Regions from separate parts of the Mus musculus genome. Here region 2 is linked to region 1. A link is a contact called in public Hi-C data. All regions are on one chromosome and are shown on one strand. Each heading gives the region's core, a stretch centred on a gene start, on an enhancer-like site or on the middle of the called end of the contact. The rest is flanking DNA. Distances are from core to core; before and after follow the strand shown. Region 1 has its middle 6.9 kb from the start of Mir760. Region 2 overlaps Synpo2 (synaptopodin 2).

Region 1 (4,860 bases), core at 324-2,823:
CACTTATGCCAGTCTAGGTTTGACCACCAGCGCCATTTACTTTTGAAAAATCTCAGGAGTAATGTTTGCTTAGCATGTAAGTGAACCTGGGTTTGACCTCCAGTCCTGCTCAACACTGTAGTAAATACATACATACATACATACATACATACATACATACATACACCAGAGAGGTCAAGGATTTTGTCTTGTCTGCTCTATTTCTAGTAAACATGCAGGAAATGTTTGTTGAATGAACAAATACACCGTGCACCATCACTCCAGGTTTAGCCCAAGCACCCTACAAATCTTTACCCTCCCTCCTATATTTCAGCAGTGGTGACCTTGCCCTAGCCTTGTGGACTGTTTAGGGCACAGCCGGGACTCCCAAAGAACAAGCTCTGCAGATGGAGACTGTCTCTCCTGCCCTCCGCTAAGCTCCCTCTTGATGACATCTCTGAGGTGCCCTGTGACCCTCCTTCCCAAGCTCTTGATCTCTCACTTAACACTACATACATACATACATACATCATGCATGCATACATACATACATACATATATCATGCATGCATACATATATACATACATATATCATGCATGCACACATACATACATACATCATGCATGCATATATACATACATATATACATACATAATATATGCATGTATACATATATACATTCGTACATTCATGCATATATAATACATTCATACATACATACATACATATGTCACCCTCTCTCCCTTTATTCTCCCACATCCTCCTGGCACAGGCCCTCCTTTCTTCCAGATCTTCCCCACCTACACTGCTTCCTGGCTGTATTCCTCCCAGGCCTCTGTCACACTAGCCTCATTGTCTTCAGTCCTCACTTCTCAAATGACCCCACACCCATGTGTCCTCTGAAGCCCAAAGCATTTCCCAGGGTCCCTCCTCCTCCTGTTTTCTTCTGTTTCATCCAAAAAAAAAAAATGCACCCACTCCAGATTCAAACGTGTTTTCCCTGGCACTTTGTTCTGTGTGCCCAGGTAGCCTGGGGGGCATCCTCTTTCCACAGAAGAATTACCCAAAGCAACCCTCTATGCAAGGGCAGCTCTGTGAGCTTAACTGTGGGCTGCACACCCGGGTTTGCTTCAAGGTATTATCTTCATCTACTCCCTCCAGTCCATCAGAGCTCACAAACACCAAGATCCCTCTGGGGTCTAGCTAGCTCCTGCATGGAGTCTCTGGGAGATATGAATGTATGACATTGTTTCCATACACAATTGTTCCCCCACCAACCTCAGGACTACAGTTTCCCTTCCAGGGTTGTCATCCTTCGGTGAGCAACCTTAGCCAGTGACCCTGGCACCGGAGTCAGCCTGCAGTGCTTCGCTATGCCAGTCTGGCCCTGAGAATGTGGCCTATCCTACCATGCTTTGTTCCCAGGAACTACAGGGCTGCAGCTTCCCTTTGCAAAATCTCTCTCCTTCCTGCCAGAGCGGGTGAGCCCTGGAGGCTCCTCCCTGCCAGAGCAAAGCAGAACAGTTAACCATCAGGCCTTGTCTGGGGGGTACAGCTGAGTGGCAGAAAGCTTGCTGAGCAAGCGCAAAGCCCTGGTCTGACGTCAGCACTTCTCGTGTAAGAAGATGACACATCAAGTCTCTGCAGAGAGAAAACCAGGGCTCCCCCTGGCACATTTCTGGCATGAAAGTGAAAAGTTTGCAAGGTTCTGCTCCTCTGGCTCTGCATTCTCTGCCTAGCCCTCACCTTGAGAGTCAAGATGCCCCTTTCTTGGGCCTGAGCCCTGCCTTGGGCCCTTCTCCATGCCCAAACCCTTGGAGGCACTACCGCCCTGCTGACACTTTGTCAAACAGTTTCAGGCAGTGGGAGCAGGAGGTGGGAGTCATCTGACAGGCTTCCCTCGGGGCATGGCCTTGTTCTACCTTTCTGCTCAGCTAACCTGGCCTGTCTGTATCTGTGCCTATTTTGGGAACTAACAAGAGCCTCCTTTCTGCCCTTGGTGACCCACATGCTAGACCTGATCTGCTTCTCTGGCCACTGTTATAGTGGTAGTGATAATGGAGACAGGGATGAACAGAGAGACCAATTCCAGCTTAGGGCTCTATTCATCTTTTAAAAGAGAGTAAGAAGAAAACACTCTTTGCAACTGGTGAGATGTAGAAGAAGCCCAAGAAAGGGAAGTGAGTTTGGTAAAGGATGAAGGGAGGGGATGGAGGGAGGGCAAGAGAGAAAAGGAGAGAGGTGGGGATGAAGTCTCCTCTTTATAGAATGTCCTGTCTCCTTAAGGACTCTAAAGCCGAAGATTCTGGAAGTGTCTCATGAAAGGTATCCAGGGTAGGGGGTGACTGAGTATTGGAACGGGAAGAGAGGAAAGGACTAGCCAGTGCCCTGGGGCTGCCAAGTCCTGCTGCTCCTGGGTGCCTGTCTCACCCTTGCTAACAGAGCTCCCCAGGCCTCTGACCATTGCCCCCACTTTGACTGTTCTGCCTCGGCTGCTCTTTCTTCTTCTCTATACTTTGCTTTTTCCTATCCTGCCTTGATACCAGCGTGAATTTCTCCTGAGAGCTCCTGCCACCGTCCTTTCCCCAGCCGGGTGGCCAGGCCCCTTCCTCACAGGTGTATTCCACTACACACTTCTCTCCCCACAGTATTTCCACCCACATAGCCACCCAATCCTTCACTTATCATGTATCTGCTTGTGCGGGGGGCTGGGTGCTGATCTGAAAGTGAACGAGACGCTTGGATTCTCACGGTGTTGGGTAGTATACAGTCCAGTGGGGGAGAAAGACACTCACAAAGGACAAAGACCCTCAAGGCAGTAGGTATTTGGAGAAATCAAGATGCTATTATACAAATGCACAAGAAAGGGTGGGCACGTGGGACTGGAGACTGGAAGAAGTTTGGGACCCTCTCTCTCAGGAAGGAATGTTGAAGCTGAAGAGTAAAACAAGAGGCAACTAAGACCAGAAAGACAGGTAGGAGTGGTGGTATGTGCACATGAGTGTGTGTGTGTGTGTGTGTGTGTGTGTGTGTGTACATATTCGAATATGTGTATGTCTGCATGAGCATGCTTGATTGTGTGCATTCATGCTTATGTGTGTGTATGCTTGCACTTGTATGCACATGAGTATATGCATAAATATGCTTTGGGAGAGAAGCCAGTAGTCCCTGTTCAGGGTGGACATGTATGTGCCCAAAACCCCTGTAGGGAAAGAGACAGGAGAAACAAAGTGTGGCAGAGCAATGTCCCCAGTGAGAGAACGTGAACCAGAAGAGCGGGGAAGGAAGAGATTATGGGAACCAGGGAGGTCATGGCTGGGGTCAGCTCCAGAAAGATGGGCAACGCTTTATTCTTATACTGAACCCCACAAAATACCCAGCCTAAACAGGCACCTAGGGGTTATTTACTGAACAGGTAAAGAAGTAAAAACAGTTTAATAGAGAAAAATGTAAATAGGGTAAGGGGGTCTGATGAGTGGGATGAAATCACCGCTCCAAGTCACCAAGGTAGTTGTGCCACCCGAGAGCCATGCCACCCTTTACCTGGCAGCCAGGAGGTGCCATGTCTGTCTGCTTATCACAGGGACAGGTGTGCAATGAGGCATGTATGGCATGATTTGACTCGGTCATATTTACTAGGATAATTGTGTCTTTTATCTAAAGCAGGCCTCTCTGGAGGGGCGAGGAACCGATACCTCCTTCCAACCAGGTCCCCAGCCTCAGTGAACCCCAGATAATTACTATCCCGGAAAACCTAGAGAGGTACCCTGAGCCAGAACCCCTCAGCTGAGCAACAGAGATGATAGGATTTTATTGTTTTAAGCTGCCAAAGCCTGGAATAATGTGTGAATCAACAACAAATCACTATTATCAGACCTTGCAGGCATGTGAGTGTCAGCATCCCAGCTCCTCCTGACAACACCGAGAAACAGAAATGATTCTCTGTACCCAAGCAGGGTAACAGACGTCTGTAACCCCAGTATTTGAGAAGCTGAGACAGGAGCATAAAAAGCTCAAACCCAGTTTGGGCTATGTGGGGAAATCCGGGCCAGCCTTTACTACAGAGAAATCCTATCCCAAACAACCAGGGACAGGCAGGACGGCAGTGGACACAGGTGCGTGCTGAGCAAGCCTAATGAACTCAGTTTGATCCCCAGTGGGAGGGAGGGAGAATGAATGGAGTTTCTTCTCTCTCTTAAGTTGTGAAAAGAATTAATTTCTCAGTGTCATACGGCTGCCTCCAAACTCACCCACCCCATCATTCTGCCCCCTGATCCCCGCCCTCAGCCAGGCATGTCTGAGACATTCTCTTCCTCTTTTTTCACTCTTCAGAGACCAGCCAGGCTACCTCAACAGTAGTTGGTCTTAAATTTAATAATAAGGTTATGTGATCACAGGGTGGGGAATGGATGAGGTTTCGAAAACTACCCCTGCCTGCAAAAACCCAGTTCCTACATAACTTGCTAGGGCTTGGCGGAGACAAGGTAAAGCAGATGCCATTTGAAAGCTCTGGCACGTGGGGGCTGAGGGTGTAGCTTAGTTGGTAGAATGCTTGCCTAGCATGCACACAGCAATGGGTTCATCCTCACCACTACGTACCAGTGGGCTTGGTGGTGCAAGTGCAGGCCTGTAATACTAGCACTTGGAAGGTGGAGGCAGGAGGATCAAAAGTTCAAGATCATCGTGGGCTACACAGCCAGGTTAAGCCAGCACAGGGAACTGGTTCAAAAACAGACCAAGAAAAGATTCTTACAACGCAGTAGCAAATGAAGGAATTTTAAAAGTGATGTTATTTCTAGTTAGATTATGAAACCTAGCCAGGTGGTGGTGGGTGTGGTGCGTGCCTTTAATCCCTGCACTTGGGAGGAAGACATAGGTGC
Region 2 (5,048 bases), core at 476-2,975, 850 kb before region 1:
CTGGCATGCCTCATCCTCCTGGCAGTGGTTGTCCTGTCTCCCCTTTCAGGACATTGGCAGCTGAGTTGTCAGACTCTGACGCCCTACAGAGGCTGGCACTACCCAGCCACCCCGTAGATTGCAGAGAGCGCCTCAGACTTCTACAATAACCTCATCCTCTTTTAGTCTCTCCTTCTTCCCGGTAACTGCTGCAGACAAGTGATTATCCTCTGTGCCGTAGACAGAGGGGATCCTGTAGCAGGGAAATGTTGAGACTTGCATAAGCCACTGACATATTAATAGAGTTAATTTCAAAAGCCCTATCATCCAAGTTGGCGCTCCCAGGGGCCATTATGTCAATCAGCAAGTCAATCAATTAATCATCAAGAATTTACTGGATGCCAGTTAGACATCCAGAGGAGTCTTGTTTATCATCTGCTAGCTGCACTGGGCCCTGTGCAGGGCTGGGTTCTGTGTCCTTACATTATCCCTGATCTAGGATCTAATTCTGTATCATGCCGTCCATAGCTGGCCGCCCTCATGGTCATCCCAGGTTGCTGAGCTATATTTTACACGAACATCATTGTTTACTGCATAATTCTGTTGCCCGTAATAATGTGAAGAGAAGGGGGAGGTCAGCTGTTTAATCCTCCAAAGTGACTGGCCATGCAGCAGTCACTGACTCTACTAGATTCTCCTCGGACTGTTCATTAAATTAAAATTAGAAAGTCTAGAATGGTAAGAGAGATGGCTGAACATTTAAGAGCGCTGGCTGCTCTTGCGGAGGACCCGGGTTCAGTTCCCAGCATTCACCTGACTGCTCACAACCATCTGTCCACATTTCCAGCTCCAGGGGACCTGATGCCATCTTCCAGCCTCCACAGGCACCAGGCACATACATGGTGCACAAACAAACATGTGAGCAAAACATTTATAACACATCAAATAAATAAATCATCTTTATAATTAGAAATTCTACAGATGAGTATGTAACTTTATGAAGAAAGCTTCCTTCTTCCTACAATTCCATGTACACCCAAAGCCCCAGTTTTTATCCCAGAAGACATTTGGTTTTTAGAGTTTGGAGCCCCTTTACAGATTAGGATTAGTATTTAAATTGGGTACATCCAACCTGCAGCCCATGGGCAATATGCATCCCGTGGTAGCTACGCATGTGGCCCAACACATTTTGACCACAAAGTCAAAAGGTTGAATATTCCTGAACACCCCCAAATCCATGCCTTTCTGAAATCAGTCAGCTACCTGACACCTGCACACAGAATATATTTCCAATCTGTGCATCTTTCCCCTTAGTCTCCAACATTACATAGTGAAGTGTGATAGAAAACATACAACTTAGAAAGCCGCTTAAGACTTCTATCTGTTTATTTTTTATGGGTCAAGGTACATAAAGCAAAAATGGTCTCTTAAAATGTCAACTCAAATTAGAATTTCTGTGCCAAGAATGCCGTGTGCCTGTCCTTCTAGGGCACCCTGAGTACTCTGAACATTGAAGATTGCCAACAAGGGCTAGGCACCTCGACAACCCAGATAAGGTATGAATAGTTTAGACTGCCTCATTTCTGAGAGTTCATGAATCTTAAAAGTAGCCCCCCAAAACTTGACCCCACCATTGGCTGCACACTGATGGTACCCAAACTTTCTATGTGAAATGTCACTGGCTCCTTCCAAGTCTGAGACATGGTAACCACCATATGTGGTTATTTCTAATAATAGCAATGGTCTATGGTTTCATGTCTGACAGCTTCTGGGGTGCCTTTAGTATTGACTCATGCCACCTTGTATTGTGCAGAGCACAGTTCTCTGAGGAGACTTGGCACCCAGTTTTGCCCGCTTTTCTCTCCAGACTCCATTTCTAGCTGGTGGTGTACAAGGGCGTTCCTCTCCACCTTACCTCGACATTGAACAAACGCTCAGGCTGTGTGGGAGGAGCCAGAGAAAACCTTTTTTTTTCCATTTGATAATTGTATTGCTCTCTCTCAGCTTCCAAGAGCTCCCCCTACCAACACCTCTGAAAGGCCAGGAAGCAGCAGTGGATTGCTACTGTCCGTTTCTGGGTATTGCAAATGGGTCTCAGGTTCCACTCATAAAGTGAGAGCAACTTCGCTGAGTTATGCCAAGCCGAAGTCATTCGGATTTCTCAGCATCTGTGTGGCTGCTTCATGTGAAAATGCAAACAAATATAATCTCTAATGAGTTACTTGGATATTTATTGGAAGAAGTTTAAGAAGTTTAAATCGTGTTCGTGGGACAAATTAATATCTGTAGAATAAAAGATAATCTATGATTTTCTTCTAGGAGCAGGATAAAGTTTATTTTCTTTCATGGCATAGAATAGAATGTCCAAATAATGCCAGGTAGAACTTGCTTTTTATTTTTTAGAATTTTGCTTTGGTGAGAACCAGGCATACTGCTTTTAACTCTTCTTATTTCACTTGTTAAAATGGACAGGATCCAGGTCCATCCGATCTTTCTTCCTTCATTCATTTATTTATTCTTCCTGTGGGGTGTGTGTGTATGTGTGTGTGTGTGTATGTGTCTGTCTGTCTGTCTGTCTGTCTGTGTGTGTGTCTGTGTGTGTATGTATGTATGTACACCTTTCAAGAATCAGTTCTCTCTTCCTCTTGTTGCTGCATTACACAATAGCCTAGCTGGCTTGTGAGCTTCTGGTCACTTTTCCTGTCTCTAACTCCCACCCCAAACTAGGAATTCTGGGACTGAGTAAGTGTGTCACGACATCTGGCTTTTTATGTGAAATCTGGAGATTAAATTAGGTCGTCAGGTTCGGAGCCAAGCAAGGGCTTTTACCATCTGAGCCACTTGCCAGTCCGAGATCCATTTCCTTATTTAGCAGTGACTCACTTGAAGAGAAGAGGGTTTCTAAGACTATTTAGTTAGATTGCCATCTAAGCAGACACAGTCAGTGTGCGTGGAGACAGCGCATGTGGCCTCTCTCATCTCCCAACCTGGGCATGAGCTAGTGATAATACTCATCAAAACTTTTGATAAGATCGAAGTACTGTGGAGACCCAGGCAATATGCATGACCACTATGTGTGGGCTTTTTATTTGACTTCTGCGTTTTCCATAGCATGAAAGCTGCATATTATTATCCTAACTTTGGAAAAAAGGATAAAATTCAGAAAAGTTATGTAACATATGAAGTATTTAGCTCAGTACCTAACTGTTTTCCAGTAACTATTCATGAAAAACTCACATTTGCTTCCCTAAGGGAAACACAGTTGTTACTAAATGAGAGAATTTGAGTTCAAAATTAAATACCATAGAATGATTTCGGTAACAGATGGCCTCAGTTTTTACATGAAATTTATTTGAATTGTGTTTATTCAAGAAGCTGTGGCAGTCATTGTATAAGCTATATTTGCCAATTTTGCTAAAATTGCAAAATTGCTAAAAATGTGGGTTTTTTTTTTTTACGTTTAGTTGTAGGTTCTTTTCCTTTAGGTTTCCACATTGTACAGATTTTAAGTCCCTGGACTAAGAGTTCACTTTGTTTGCTCCGTGGTTGAAAAGGCGTTAACAGCAAGGGAAGTGAATTTGAAGCGAAGCAGCCCTGCCTCCTCAGAAAGAACAGAACACTTCCCTAAAAGCAGAGGCTCCCAGCATGGCCTTCTACAGCATGAGTAAAACCCGAGTCTAAACATGGGGTTTTCCCTGGGCTGCACATTCCCTGGGCTGCACATTTGGATCCTGGTTTACTTTAGACTGACATTTGGGAATTTGCATCTAGTCATCTAGAGTAGTTGTATGAAACTCCAAGGATGCTTTCCTTACCACCACATATAAGTAAGTGAAGAAAGGCACCCGGAAGAACTTAAACGCTCATATTAGAATCGGTAAGTGGCCATTCTTCCATTTATGGAAAAGGCAGGGCTTCTGTTTAGACAGTGATGAAGAGTTTCAAGTGCAGGCTTTCTGAGTGCCCTCTCTCCCAGAGTATAGTGCTTAGAATTATAGGAGCCTCCCATTGGCCCTGCCCAAGCATCATCCGCACCCCACCCCCACCCCCAGCATCTCTGTACCAATCTGTTTCTAGGAGGGCCATCATATACTTCTTCCTCCTCCCATCAGAGTCATCCAGTCACTTGGTGACTGAAGTTCTCTCATTTAGTAACAGCTCTCTTGCCCTTGTGAAAACAAATGTTAATTTTAGCGAATAGTGATTAAAAAAAATGTCATTAAGTCCTGAATGGCTTCACTCCACCATTGAGAGGAGGCTCAATTTGATGAAAAATTTCTCAGAAAAGCATTCCATTCATGTTTATGATGAACACTAGCAGGTCGGTAACTTGGCTTCCTCAACTGAGCAAAATGAGTGAATGGCTGGCTGGCTGGCTGGATAGATAGATAGATAGATAGATAGATAGATAGATAGATAGATAGATGGGATCATACACAAAGGGGTCACTAATTTAGCCATTCTATTGAGTTTGGGAAATTGAATGGAAAGTCCTGGAGCTAATGCTCTTACCTGCATTATTTAATGTTTAAATTCAAGGGAAATATAGGTCAGAATACTTTAGCTTGGTGGCTTTATCAAAAATGCAGGATTCTGTCAAAAAGTGAAGGAGTCTGGGTCATGACGGTGCCTGAGATGGTTTGAGAGCAGAGTGTGGGTCTCTGGGGACGTGAACTGCTTGTGCTGAGATTTCTGTAGAGCAACTAAGTCCAGCTGAACTTTTGGCAAGCAGGAGCCAGAGAGTCAAACTATGACTAAAATTAACTTATGATGTCAGGCATGGTGGTGAACACATTTAATCCCAGCACTTGGGAGGCAGAGGCAGGTGGATCTCTGTGAGTTCCAGGCCAGCTTGGTCATCAATCTGTCAATCGAGGGTTCACCTTGTTGATTGAGTGTCAGCCACTGCTAGCAGTGACCTCAGCTGCAGGAAAAGGAAGGAGCTGATGTTCCAAGTCATGAAGGAGAATGACATAGAGGCCTGTATCCTGGCACTGATGGCCCAAGATAGAAATATCCTCTGAGAAAGATACGAGTCAGATCCTCCCAGTATTTGGGGATCTTGTAAC

The links. A called contact is a pair of places that touch in the nucleus more often than the background predicts.
Region 2: a contact with region 1 is called in a Hi-C map of the N1E-115 cell line, with 5 times the contacts expected there. The contact joins two enhancer-like sites. A contact is called at or near these places in 2 of 484 Hi-C or Micro-C datasets (the G1E-ER4 cell line and the N1E-115 cell line).

What each region holds. Positions count from the first base shown.
Region 1 is chr3:122,298,199-122,303,058 of GRCm38.p6, reverse strand. It overlaps Gm40190. Among named protein-coding and RNA genes, the nearest start is that of Mir760, 6.9 kb to the right of the region's middle. Within about 2 kb of position 1,573, at least 103 of the 459 cell types and tissues checked have an H3K27ac peak or open chromatin away from gene starts, as enhancers often do. A contact at or near this core is called in the N1E-115 cell line, where this site is marked.
Region 2 is chr3:123,148,513-123,153,560 of GRCm38.p6, reverse strand. All of the region lies in intron 1 of Synpo2 (synaptopodin 2), which reads left to right. Among named protein-coding and RNA genes, the nearest start is that of Synpo2, 85 kb to the left of the region's middle. Within about 2 kb of position 1,725, at least 13 of the 459 cell types and tissues checked have an H3K27ac peak or open chromatin away from gene starts, as enhancers often do. A contact at or near this core is called in the N1E-115 cell line, where this site is marked.